Linked DNA regions of Astyanax mexicanus: region 1 is linked to region 2. Evidence: chromatin contacts called from public Hi-C data. All regions are on one chromosome and are shown on one strand. Each heading gives the region's core, a stretch centred on a gene start, on an enhancer-like site or on the middle of the called end of the contact. The rest is flanking DNA. Distances are from core to core; before and after follow the strand shown. Region 1 overlaps alpk3a (alpha-kinase 3a). Region 2 overlaps malt3 (MALT paracaspase 3).

Region 1 (7,203 bases), core at 2,339-4,838, 34 kb before region 2:
AATTGCACTTTGGGCTAATGCAGTTGAGTTATTCATGGTATTCTGTTGCTTGTTCTGATATCTAGTGTCGACCAGGGTGAAGTAGATGGAGTCTTGGTTCCTGCAAAGGTTTCTTCCTCTTACCCTGAGGAGAGTTTGTCCTTGCCACTGTCACCTGGGCTTGGAGCCCTATCTCTCTAAAGTTGCTTTGTGACATTGTTATAAAAAATTGCTTTATAAATAAATCTGAATTTAATCAAATTGAGTTTAATTCAATCTTCTTTGGTCGTAAAAAGTAGAATTTAATTTACAGTATGAGTGAAAAATTTAAGGCACCTGCAGAAAAATTGAATTAAAAAGCTTATTCGGACAATAAAACAGTAATAAACAGTTTTTCATCTAAAAGAGTTAATAACTGTCCATCTCTCCAGTGTATTCCACGAAACATGGTATTTTGAGTTAGACTTGAATTATTTGACAGACTTTGCCTAAGAGTATGTTTAAAATAGACACACAAAACATGTTACTTACTCTAATGAAAAACCAAAGTTGTCTATCACTCTTGCCTCAGCTGCAAAGATTTTGCAGTATTCTCGAACTGTGTTCTGGATTTTACATTCCTAAGGACACAGATATAGAAAAAAAGGGTTATCACATATTTTAGTTTCGTACATTTTTTAGTATTATTCACTATATTAGTTTTGTATATTAGCCTCTACTACCTAAACTATTGCAATGCATATTGTGCAAATGACAAATAAACCCCAAAACTTCAAACTGAAACAGCATTGGTGTGTTCATAAGTGGTTATCTCATGACTCTGTTTGGTCATAAATAAACATGGTAATTTTTTTGTTGTAAAGAAAGTTTCCAGTCATTGAATTTTTTCTGTCATACTGTGTTTTTTTATAGCTATGGTAACAGAATCTATTGCTCTTGGTTATTGCTCTTTAATATGAATTAAAACTGAAGTGTTTACCTGTTTGGTGACCTCTAGATTTCTCTCAGACAGACTGGTCTCCTCTTTGGTCCCGTACGCAATGGGGTTTCTTACTTTGGCTATACAGGTGCTTCCTGACTCAAAGATAGGTTCCAGACCATATATGACCTTGGCCCTGCTGGCCTTGTGTGTGCAGCCCTCCCCGAGCTGCACCTCCTCTGTCATGATGCGTCCGAAAAGCTTTTCGCCCCAGTATCCCGGGTCTGCCAGGCCTTTAGTGAACATCAAGGGTGTCATCTCGATCTCCTCTCCCACTGTGGACACCACCAGACAAAAGCATATCGGATGAGTCTTAGAGGTGCTATCCTGCTAAAAAATGTTCTGTTGGCCTTCCTCATGAGGTTGATGCTTACCTTCTAAATCATCTCTTAAGAAGAATTCTGCCAGGACTGCAGAAGAGAGAAGAGGGAATACAAGGTATTGATATTAATACAAGGTAGGTTCAGTGTACTAGACAGTTTTTGGTTCAGTTTACAAACAGTGAATCAATGAGTAAATGCAGGATTACTGTCTTCGCTGAGTAAGTAGTCAGTGGAGTCAGTGCCATATTCGTTCTTGATCGTGCAGCCATACACTCCGCAGTCTTTGCTGGACGCCTGGACAATGGCCAGTGCCACCTGACTTTCATCCCCTGCACTGGAAAACAGAAGTTTTGATGATATCTATTAGCCGATGGGTCGATGGCTCAGCTTACCTAAATCAGTGTGATTGTTGATTGCCCACATGAGGGCACTGCTGTACAGAAATGTGCACATTGGCAGTACTTGTGGGCGAATGTGGAAGTCCAAGGTGCGGGTCTGCTGACATTGCATCTAGTGACACAAATATAGACTTTAATACCCTCTCCTCTGATGTTGAAATGGATTGGTGTCAGTTTACCACCACTCCTTCTGGCATTAGCTTCATCTTCCTGTGTCCCAGCTGTAGGGTTCACGTGTATATGGGCCTAAAGCCTATGCAGAAACCTTAGCAGTAACTTTAAATCTGTTTTTTTTGTTGTTGTTTCTAAATTTAGAAGGCCATTTACACAAAACTAGTTTGTATGAACTCCACTAACAATAGGAGGGTGAAGTTTAGCACATGTCTCCTTTGTTACTTTTTAGAACTGCCACTGATGCCTCATCACTGAGGCAAAGCTCATCGCAAGACCAATTGTGCTCTCTCAGATGACAAGCAGCATGATCCAGAATTTCATAGTGACAGTGGCTTAGAGCATAGGATCTCTCATAGGAGCCTACCCTGCATGGGGACTTTGGGGTAACGTGAGGCTAAAAAGCAAGGTCTATAGCTGTGAGGTAAACCATAAAGTGGAGTGGAAAGACAAGCACAAAAACTGTACAAAACGAAAAGGTTTTATATATATATATACATACATATATATATATATACACATTATTTACACACCATACTCAGACTTTAGTTTGGAAAAAATGTGTAGGGATAGCCACGGCGTTGTGCCCTTAACCATTAAACCAAATTCTCCCTCTCTTAGCACACTAGCCCGCTGCTAACACAGACTGGGGGAGAAAAAAAACTTTTTGCTGAACATCTAAAACATTTAAAGAAGAAGCCCCAAAAACTTCATTCTTTCTGGCAGCTGGCAGGGGTAAATTATCACAAAACAACACAAACAATAAAATCACAATACTGTTTTATTATTTAACCAAAATTACATAGCCATTGCCGATAAGTATTATTTGATTGGCCATGCTCTGTGAACTACACTATTTTTTTCAGTTTTAGAAGTTCCCCTGAGAAGAGCAGAGCCCCTTGCCCTTCCCATCGATGGATCCTCCCAGTGGGGTAAAAACAGGCATCACCTCTCCACTGGACCCATTTGGACGCCCAACCTTTTTAAAGAAAGGAACAGGAGGCAAGTACACAGCTTTTTCACACATTATGACCTTGCTTGCAATGTGGATTATCTAGCACAGAAAAGCAAACAAATGTATGGTCAGATGAGTTACATTTTTATGAGAATAAAAAAAAAAAAGATTTACCTTCTTGTAAACTTCATAATCTCTTCTTCATCCTTGAACCAGGTGATGGTGGAGTCACTGAGCACGTTGAAAAACTGACACCACAGCTTCAAGTGGCCAGAGGCGTCGGAGAACGGTTCTCCCCTGATCTTTCGGATTACCTGAGGAGCTAAGCAGAGAGGGGATTGGGGCATCCCATTGAAGTTAAGGTAAAGTAATGATATCCTGGATTAGGTTTCCATGTGCTTCTATCCAACATTCCAACATTCCACATCCCTTATTCAGATTCCACTCTCAGTTATCTCAAAGGACTGGACGCAACAGGCAGCTAAGCTCCAGATAAAGATAAAATCACCATATTGTGACTTAATGAACATAATGAAATAATAAAGAATTAGTAATAAATATTTTTTTTTTACCTTTAAATGGGTCTAGCTTCTCTTTCTCTGCAGGTTTGCTCTCTGTGTTTGAATTGTCTGTCTCCTCTGTGGTCTCCTCCTTAGGTTTTGGCACCTCCAATGTGGTTTTTCGACGTCCAAGCAAGGGTGAACGCCTTTCCATAGGTGGAGTTTGCTGTCCACTCTGAAGCTGCAAGAAAGCTGCCCTGCGTGCCTGGCTGGGGGACATTTTTGGACTGTCTCTCTTATTGGTAGTGTCCAATCCCTCATCTTCAGACTTTGTTTTGGCAAGGTAGATCTTTCGGCGGGCCCCAGATGCCAGTTCCTCTGGGGTGGCGGACGGGATGAGGGTCAGGCTGTCACGCCGCTTCATTTTGGGACTACTCTCACAGGACAGAGTTGACGTGGGTGTGCTACCTCCACTCTCTTCACCTTTCTTCTCACTTCCGTCTGCTGAGATTGCTGGAATGGAACTCTGACTTTCTAAATTCGGGTTATTTTTTGCCATAAGCCTACGCAAACTAGCTGGGCTCAGTGGGGGGAGTGTAGGTCCCACAGGGGCTGTTAGGCCAAGTTTCTCCATTGCAGGTTTATCCCTTTGGAGCCTATCTACTTCAGGATCCACATCAGATGTTTTTGCTGATAAGAGTGAGTGAACATCAGAGCTGGTTTGCGTCTCTAAAGTCCTTTTGTCAGACACACTTTCTGTTCCAGTACTTCTGTTGCCTAAATGGTTCAGATCACCCTCAACTTTTCTGAGTATGGCAGCCAAAGAATCTGGTGACAGTACATTTGTTGTATTGTTTTCTGGAGTGTTCTCTTTGTGTGCAGTGGAGACAGAGGGAAGTGTATACACTTGCATTTTGGGATCAACGCCCTCAGGCAGAACTGTATCATTGAGGGCAAGCTGGCCAGGTACTTGCCCGTCTTGAGAAGGTGTAACATCATCAGCACATGCTATGCTGATTGTAGGAATGCTGCTGATGTCATTTCCTCTATTCCACCCACTTGTGGCCTTTGCTTGATCTTCTCTGTGGCCCGCTCTTGACTCTTGATTTTGAAGCTCCTGCTTTCTTTGGCATGAAGGAGAGCAATTTACATTCCTTTCTTGCTGAGTAGGAGTAACACCTACAGATTGTGCATTAGTCACTATCTTGTCCTCTTTTGTGACCTCACTTTGTGCTCTTTTTGCATCATCTGTTGGCTCTTGCGATTTGGGTTCATTATCTCTAAATATGTGTGCGACTTCTTGTGCCAACGGCTGCAAAACTCTCTCAGGTTCTGACACCAGGGCATCGATTCTGGGGACACTAACAGTTTCCTCACGTTTGACCTTTTCTGAGGCAGTGACTTTGATTTCTGGGATCACTGGTGTAGCTCTCATCTTGGCTACATTTTTAATGACCGTTTCCCTTGTGTCTGGAAGGATTATGATTGGAGGAGTCAGAGACTGGTCCTTAGACTCAACCATGTATCTCTCAGTCTGAACTTTGGTGAAGGTCTTGGGTTTATCTGCTGTGACTGGGCTTAAATGCGTTTGTATTCCCTCCACTTCAGATTGTCTAGTATATTTAGAGACATCTGGTTGTAGCCCAGTACCTGAAGCACCATGATCAGAGCTAACATTCTTGTTTTCCTTCTTTTCAACAACATCCACTTTCTTTTCTTTAGTACTCATACCCAGCTCCACTTCATCTACATTCAATTTTGTTCTTTCGTCATTACTATCAGCTTTGCTTGCATCACTTTCAGCACTACTAACATTTCCATCCATTTTATCATTACCTTTAACACATGCTTCTACAGCTTGCTGCTCATTCTCCACAGGGACAATCATCACTGTAGGGATGGAATTTTTATTTTCTTGAAGACTGTCCATGCTTGGCTCTGAGGTGGGTTCATCTTGAACATCAGTTTGACATTCCTGTTTGGTTTCTTGTAAAGAAACAGGTGACTGGCCTGTAACCTCAACAGTCTTAGTGTCCTCTGTGGGATTTGTGACTACTGCTATTGCTGCCCTTATCTCATCTTTGCCTTCACTTTCTTTCATAAGAGAACATCCTTCCTGCGTCTTCAGCACATTTGGTTCTGTTTCCTTCACAGAAGGACAGCTTTTTTCTGCCTCTTTTTCATCTACATTCATTTTCTCCTCTTCTTCAAGTTTGATTGGCACCAGAGGAGAAGTATGGCCGACTGGCTGTGAAAGGTGAACCTCGGGATAGCCCTCTGTGCTTTCCAGGTCTGTCATGTTTGGGCCTGTCAGCGAGGCCTCTGGCTTCTGTGTAAAGTCTGCGGTATAGTCTCGCTCCCCAGCAGCATGCATTTCTCCATCAGCTCGTGCCACCTGATCCATGGGAGAAGTACATTCCTCCTCAGCAGTCTCACACGGCATATTGGCCATGTCCTCATTTGTGTTGCCTTCTGTACGATCTTCTGTGGCCTTGAGAAAAACACACACAAGCGCTTATTACAAGATGTAAACAAGCATGCTCTGTAACTATGCTGCAGTATAAGTGATCAGTGATTTACTGCAGTTTAGTTGCCCACAGTCATGGCATGGCATCTTCTCACATTGCAGCGAATAGTGAACAGCTGACAGTCATCCACGACAGATCAGTGTAACAGATGACATTGAAATTCATGTGAATGGTGATCAAAATATCTGCTTTGAACAAAGACACTGGAAAGTCCCCAAGTCCTATAAAAGCCTAACAATAAACTATACAGACTTGTAGTGTAGCTGGATATATATACTAGAGTATATTTACAGATTGACATGTGATTGGTAACAGCTTAATTTATTTTTATTTATTCCATGACAATATGTTATATTACAATATAATTAGTGTTAATAAAATCTTGTATTGCTTGTACTTTGCTTGTATAATGTAATCCTATTTTTTTCAGGAAAATATAAAAAAATAACTTATATCTGTTTACAAAAGGCAAAGTAAGAATTGGCCAACAGGCTTAATAACAAGATTTTGCAACTTTCTGATTATCAATACAGGAAAACAACCTATTTTTTATCACCTCTCAGAGTTTTACAGTGTCTCCATTTTACCTACGACATTTACTTCTGCTGAGGTCATTATAAACACAGAAAACATCAGAAGAAACACATGACCCACACTTTTATGATCACCGCCACCCAAAACAAATATACAGAGAAGTAAACTGAGAGCTACACACTGTGAAGGGCATCTGACAGTGTTTGTGCATCTGCTTGTAATCCAATGCAAATTCTACAATGTCTGTGCTGATCTTATGATCATTAAATGTATTTCATTATATAGGCAACTGCAGTTGTGTCGCAAAGTGTATTATTCTTTTGGAATTTAAAAAACAAAATGCATTTAATCTCCCAAAAAGGGTGCTGTATGATTTAGAAGTTATATTTATATATTAAAATTTTGTGCCATGTTATGAAAAAAATCACACAGATGAAGGATAATTTCCTAAAAAAAAAGACTTCTATATTAGCATTGACCTCTACCTCTGGATCTTTTAAAGATGCCATATAATTAAATTATTTAGTATAGCATTTTAAATACATATCATAAAAAAATACATAATAGACACAGCATAGACAAGGCTTTCCCACAGCATTATGCCAATAAAAGCTCTCCTAAAAACTGGCCACATGAGATAGTGGCTAAAGAGAAATTATTTTTTTAATAAAAACACAATAGCAATCAAAGAGCCTTTTTACACCTGGCACTAACAAAGAATCTATATTAGGATAGTATCTGGATTTACATTGGCAGGGTTTTATTTAACTAAAATATATCTCTTGTGTGACTAGATGAGATTTTATTGTCCCATATAGGGCGTATTAATTTGTCTT
Region 2 (6,782 bases), core at 3,816-6,315:
AAACTTGATTTAAAGTGAAACCATGCCTACACACTTGCGGTGTGTTTGTTGATGAGATGCATAAAGAGGGAAAGTTGCAGTAACTGTATGAAAACAGCATTATTGAAAAAAAAACAATTTATGTCATACAATTTACGCAGAGTTATGTCATACAGTGATAGTTAGCAGCTGTTTTAGCGTTGGAGTGTTTTTCCAGCTTGTTCATTTTAAGGGGAAAAAGCACACAATGAATGACAAAGCAGTGTGAGAGGTGAACAATACAAAAAAAAACCCTTAGTGGGTTTTAAATTGTGTTGAGTTGCTTGTTGGAATGTCCCTTTGTGAATCTATGAAAACACAGGGTGAGCACATCAGTTACCCGCAGTGTATAATAAGATTTCATTTCAGTGTACTTAAAGACCCTACCATACAGCTTTAGAAAACATTAAGAGACCACTTCAGTTTCTGAATCAGTTTCTCTGATGTTGCTATTTATAGACATATGTTTGAGTAAAATGAACATTGTTGTTTTATTCTATAAACTACAGACAACATTTCTCCCAAAGTCCAAACAAAATATTGTCATTTAGAGCATTTATTTGCAGAAAATGAGCTGAAATAACTAAAAAGATGCAGAGCTTTCAGACCTCAAATAATGCTCTAATAAGTTTAAATTCATAAAGTTTTAAGAGTTCAGAAATCAGTATTTGGTGTAATAACCTTGGTTTTTATGCACAGTTTTCGTGCATCTTGGCATGTTCTCCTCCACCAGTCTTACACACTAATTTTATGCCACTCCTGATGCACAAATTCAAGCAGTTCAGTTTGGTTTGATGGCTTGTGATCATCATCTTCCTCTTGATTATATTCCAGAGGTTTTCAATTTGGTAAAATCAAAGAAACTTTTCATTTTTAAGTAGTCTCTTATTTTTTCCAGGACTGTATAAGCAACAAAATGAGTGGTTTGGATTTGAAAAAAAGTTGTCTGTCATTTGAAGTTTTTACCATTTTTTGTTGTTAAAGTTGTTACCAACTTTTACCCGTAGGTGACCTGTTTGTTGTTGTCATTTACATATGAATAAATCTCCAATGCTGAAGTGCAAAACATAAGGCTAATTATAAAGCGGATGTAGTAAAGGAATGGATAAGTGTTTTAAATACATAATTAAACTCTTAACTGCTTCCATTTCTGTGTATAACATTGTACTTTATTATTGTATTTTAATCATTATCATGAACACCATCCTCCCACATGGAGCTGAACAGTGTTCACAACGTTTGAAAGGTTGTAAAAGTTACAGTGTGCAGCCGCTTCCTCTCCACACTGTGTGTGTGGGCTGTGGTGTGTGTGACACATTGTGAGAGTGCTGTGGAAAAGAGCTTCATGAATTAGACATCTGTTGTTTTAAGGGAAAGAAAGGTCACATGACTGAAAGTTAAATTTTATGTTTCTCTTTGGGAGGCTTGGATAAATAGCAACAAAGTGTGAACATGGACTTTGCTTCAGTGGCCCCAGTGACTGTGTGGGTTGTCAGTAAGATTTTTTACTTGTACTTCTTTGTGCTCAACCATCATATTGTAACATACATCCACAGATTCACAGCAATATAACTGTTTTATATGGAGAACATTCAGCAAAAATAGTATGGGAATACCCTGTCTGATCTGACATCATTTTTAATAACTAATTTATAGTTTATTTGTGTTATGATTCTCCCCACTAGTAATGCCCGGTCAGAAGCTTCTGGACTTTCCGTGTGGAGCTAAAGTGGAGCTCAGTTTTTCAGCCCTGTTCTCCAATGTCCTGCTTGCGTTCGGTACAGTGAAGAACACTGGCCCGATCGCTCAGGACTGCACTGTGGAACTCCGCAGTGACCCGGTGAGTGGATGGTCTCTATTAAAACTAAAGCTAAAATGTACACATTGCAATTACTTCTCTATTTAAGGTGGAATTGAGAGTTAGAATTAAAAGCCAACTTCAGCCTTGTTTTTAATTATAACTGTTAATGTCACCGCTGTCAACACTAATATTTAATAATATTCACGATTGTGACATGTGTTTTAATAAACATCACGTAGTTACAAAATAATGAAAAAAAAAATTGTACTAATTTTTTAACCAATATTTTAATAGATGCCAGTTTGACCAGAACACCCAAACCATTTCGTTTTTCGCTGAAATAACCAATTTTTACGTTCTCTTACATTTAAGTCTCCCAGTCTCTGACATGGACAATGAGAAATATTTCCCACTCTTCCATGCAGAATTCTTTCAGCTGTAATATGTCAAAATTGGTTTATAGTTCATGGTCTGTTACCACATCTGCTTCAGTTTTTGGACAGATGGTCTCAGTTTCCTCAGTCACTTTCTGGTATAAAAAAGCATTTAAAAATTGGATCTATGATGGAGAGCTTGCCAGGCCCTGCTGCAACATAGCAGCCCCAAACCATGACACTTACACCACCATGTTTCGTAGTTGGTTTTGAGGTTATTATTCTCAGATGATAAGCAAAATATGAGGATGATGATGGTTTGTTTTTGAATGATTTAGTCTGTCTCTGATGGTACCTGTAGCTCCTGTTGGATACTTTTTTAAACATCTTTAAGTTTTGAGGTAATGTTAAGCTAAACATGCCTGATCTTTCCTGACTTTACCTGAGATGATCTGGCCATGTTGATACGTGTTTTAAAACGTTGTCCACTTGTAATGTTTGCATTCTGAGACCTTTTCAGTGCCATTGCCAGAATCATCTGCATTTACAGCCTTCTTTCTGTCAGCCTCATCTGGTGATCAAACTCTCCTCTGGTCTTCAGTAGATACAATTGAAGATAACAGTATTCAGAGACAGTGTATATATACCATGAATTAAAGAGGTGTATTTTAAAGCATTGCTTCTCCAGACCCATTGCTCTGCACAGTGGTAAAGTCCTCTTTGCTTTAACACATCTAATCCAGTTCTTAAAAGATAATTCAGTGTTACCTTATGAGGCTGGTGTGTTTGTATCCAGTGGAAGTTTGTAGTTTGAGCCAGACAGAATTTAGACAGCACAGCTAGGCATTTTCCACTTGTATATGGTGCTGGATTCAGGTTCACTCATTACAGCTTGTACAGTATGTGACCTCTAGAGTACGCTATGAACGGTCCAGCTTCAGCTTCAGGTGTCAAGGCTGCTGAAGTGTTTTTGCAAACACAGTATGAGAAACCATGTATGAAAGCAGAGAAAGCCAGTAATCCCCTGACCTCTAGTGGTGAAAAAAAGAAAGTGCCTTTTTTATGCCATGGGATCAGCCATGTAATGTGGTCCAAAATAGATTCAGTGTGGGGGATGTTGTTTAATGTTGTTTTTAGTGTTGAACTCGTGCAACAAGATTTATAAGTCAATAGTCTTTGGAAATGTCAGATCTGAATTTTCCATTAATGCTTGATTCAACCTTCTGTTTATTATGGTCACTTAGACTTAGGCCCAATCCCATTTCTAGTTTGTACCGCTATAATTTTTCACTTTTTTTTCACTTGTTATCCTTCCCATTGGAATCCTCCCCTAAAGATGTGGGACAACCCTTTAAGAACCTGTGATCAGAATGTATGTCTAAGGTTCAGCAACCTAGCTGCTGGATTTTAGTTCATTTTTGGCCATGTCTTCAAAAAGGTGGAAGGTGGTGCAGCAATTAATTATTGATGTTCAGCCCTTTATTGTTCTGTGATGGAGAGCTGAAATTATCTTTTTTTATTATTTAATTTCATTAGATTTGGCTGTCTGTTGCACCATTTAAGGTTAAACAGGAAATTTAGCTAGCTAACCAGCTAGTTACCGAGAAGTACTACTAACATTTTTTTCATGCTTGTTATAAAAAAATGACCATAAAACATTGAACTACAACATAAAACTACACATTAAACTAATATAATATAATGTATAAGTAATTTAATATAGCTTGAGATTATCATACTTTTACCAAGGAAAATACTTATGGGTTCCTTTCGCTTGTGACGCCATCTTGCCAGTAATTCTCATAGTCCTCTGTTTTGAATGTGCCTCTTTCTCCTACCCCCCAGCCTAACAAGAATCGGAAGTCCCTACCCCTAGGTGTGAATGCGCATAACAGAGTAGCAGGGCTAAGTAAGCTTAAGTAATCTCACAGCTTTAGCACTCAAGAACTAAGAAAGTAATGTTCATGTAACATGTCTTAGCTGATAAACTTTATTTGCAGTAAGAGGAATAATTAATCAGTATTATTTTTCGCTAAACCAGTTCTTTAATAGCAAGTTGAATGTATTGGGTGATTTTGCAAAATTAGTGGTCACTCCCAGACACTTTTTGAAAATTATGTCTTAATAATTAAATGTCAAACTTGTTTTATTGTTGATATTTAATTTCATATTCAATAATAAGCTTGTTTACAGAACCAACTAAATTAAAGTGAACAACCATCTTTGAAGCCCAAATATACTTGCTTAATGCATGTTTGTAACTCTGCCTACAGACAATGGAGGACATTTTCTCAGGAACTGACAGCTCAGATGAAATGCAATCTCTACTGCTGAGCAAAGCAGACTATCCTGACTGCTGTCTGAGACTGTGCTGCCTCCAAAGACTCAAGGTACACTTTCAGCACTATTCTGCATAATGTTTTATTTTTTTTTTACAAAGAACACTATGTAAGATGTATGTTTTTTTTTTCAATTATATAGCATTTTATTAATATTATTTTTCATTATTATAGTGTTAAAGTGTATTGTTTGACTGAATTAAGAATTTTAAGCTGTTGTAAAACTTTATATTGCATGCTCTATTGAAGCCCAAATTCAAATAGCATTGTCTTAAAAATGTTTAAAAAACTACCCACAAATCTCACAGTTAACTCATTTACTTCATTGTGCATCCAATAACCAGAGATCACTGGTGATCAAGATAAAGTTAAGCTACACGCACCGGGACAGGAATGTGCGGCTGACCGAGTACAGAGAGGTGGACATCGACCGGCCACTGATAGCATCCTGCAGATTCAGTCAGAGGAAGCCACTGGACAGGAGACGGGAATCAGCACAGCCTAAGAGAGGTCACGACTCCGACATCAGACGGCCTTCACATCGCCTTGCTCACCCTGCGCGACCTTCAACCCGCAAGGCAGAAAACATCTGCCAGATCTCATCAAACACAACATCCGCTAGCACCAATGAGCCGGAGGAGAACGATGAAAATGACCCACAAGAATTTACATAGAAATATTCACTTTTTTCTTGTGAATGAATATAGCTCATTGTTATGGATTTGTGGAGAATGCACTGGAACACTTAACTCTGGTTAAAGTACAGATACTCTGCTGAAAACAAGGCTGAAGACTCAAGTCAAGGAAGATATGACAGATGATTTTGCAGTTCAACCATGGATCACTAAGCTCTGCTTTATGCATGCATTCCTGGAAAGTTTTTCTGAACTGCATCCCTACATGAGTTAGTTTATGATAGTTACATTACAGGTTTGTTTTTTCCAAAAAAAAAAATATTTTGTTAAAACCATGTTACAACACATACACAAAAATGTATAGGCTATTCTGTTTAAAGCAATATTTCAGTGTTTTATAGCTTCAAATGTACTGCATTTTTATCCTAATAATAGTTATGTGATACACATTATTATTTAATATTTTATAAAGTGTATAACAGAGGCTGCTGGGTAGTTGCTGTATTACGTAAAAGTTTGAAGTTTGTGACCAACACAAATTTGAAACTACACTACACTAGAATTCACTACATTACCAACATGATAACATATTCCCAAAACCTTTCATATGAGGTCACACGCATCTTTTAAACATGTTCCAGTTTTCTAATATCTATGATGATCGTGCAGAAAAATCCGTGTATCATTCGTTCATTTGATATTCAATTGAGAATCAAAATCGGAAAATTAAAAAACCAATTCGTTTTTTCGTTTTTTCGTTTTTGAATATAATACCAAAAAACGAATAACGGCTTGTATTTTGTATTTTTATTTGGTTATCCAAACAAAAATTGGAAATTTAAAAAACGGACCAGGAGCCGAATTTGATTTTGATTTTGAACTTGACCCATTTGTGTGCCCCGGACGTTACTGATTTGTTTATTCTTGGTGGGTTTCTGTTGCGCGGGAGTTCACTGCAGTGTTATCTACACAGTCTGTATTGCTGTAGGCTTTGGATGGAGTTGAGGATGGAGAGTTTTATCTTGTTCAGAGGAACTAAACGCGTTGCAGTGAAAGAAGACGATATGACAACAGAAAAAATCGGCAGGATCTTTCAGGTGTTTGTCTAACGTTCCGTAGCTAAATGTCATATTTAGTAGGCGGCAATTCACAGAATAACATTAACTAAATATGACATTTAGCTACGGAACGTTAGACAAACACCTGAAAGATCCTGCCGATTTTTTCTGTTGTCATATCGTCTTCTTTCACTGCAACGCGTTTAGTTCCTCTGAACAAGATAAAACTCTCCATCCTCAACTCCATCCAAAGCCTACAGCAATACAGACTGTGTAGATAACACTGCAGTGAACTCCCGCGCAACAGAAACCCACCAAGAATAAACAAATCAGTAACGTCCGGGGCACACAAATGGGTCAAGTTCAAAATCAAAATCAAATTCGGCTCCTGGTCCGTTTTTTAAATTTCCAATTTTTGTTTGGATAACCAAATAAAAATACAAAATACAAGCCGTTATTCGTTTTTTGGTATTATATTCAAAAACGAAAAAACGAAAAAACGAATTGGTTTTTCAATTTTCCGATTTTGATTCTCAATTGAATATCAAATGAACGAA

The links. A called contact is a pair of places that touch in the nucleus more often than the background predicts.
Region 1: a Hi-C map of muscle shows a contact between it and region 2, with 15 times the contacts expected there. The contact joins two enhancer-like sites. A contact is called at or near these places in 2 of 3 Hi-C or Micro-C datasets (both in muscle).

The regions. Positions count from the first base shown.
Region 1 is chr9:29,191,801-29,199,003 of AstMex3_surface, reverse strand. It overlaps alpk3a (alpha-kinase 3a), which reads right to left. Exons shown (of 13, transcript XM_015602010.3): 5 at 3,378-5,796; 6 at 2,980-3,127; 7 at 1,488-1,615; 8 at 1,333-1,368; 9 at 959-1,233; 10 at 511-599. Among protein-coding and RNA genes, the nearest start is that of alpk3a, 13 kb to the right of the region's middle. Within about 2 kb of position 3,588, the one cell type or tissue checked has an H3K27ac peak away from gene starts, as active enhancers do.
Region 2 is chr9:29,159,849-29,166,630 of AstMex3_surface, reverse strand. malt3 (MALT paracaspase 3) reads left to right here. Exons shown (of 15, transcript XM_007235675.4): 13 at 1,704-1,858; 14 at 4,467-4,583; 15 at 4,877-5,867. The coding sequence ends at 5,206. Among protein-coding and RNA genes, the nearest start is that of LOC103044356, 7.7 kb to the right of the region's middle. Within about 2 kb of position 5,065, the one cell type or tissue checked has an H3K27ac peak away from gene starts, as active enhancers do.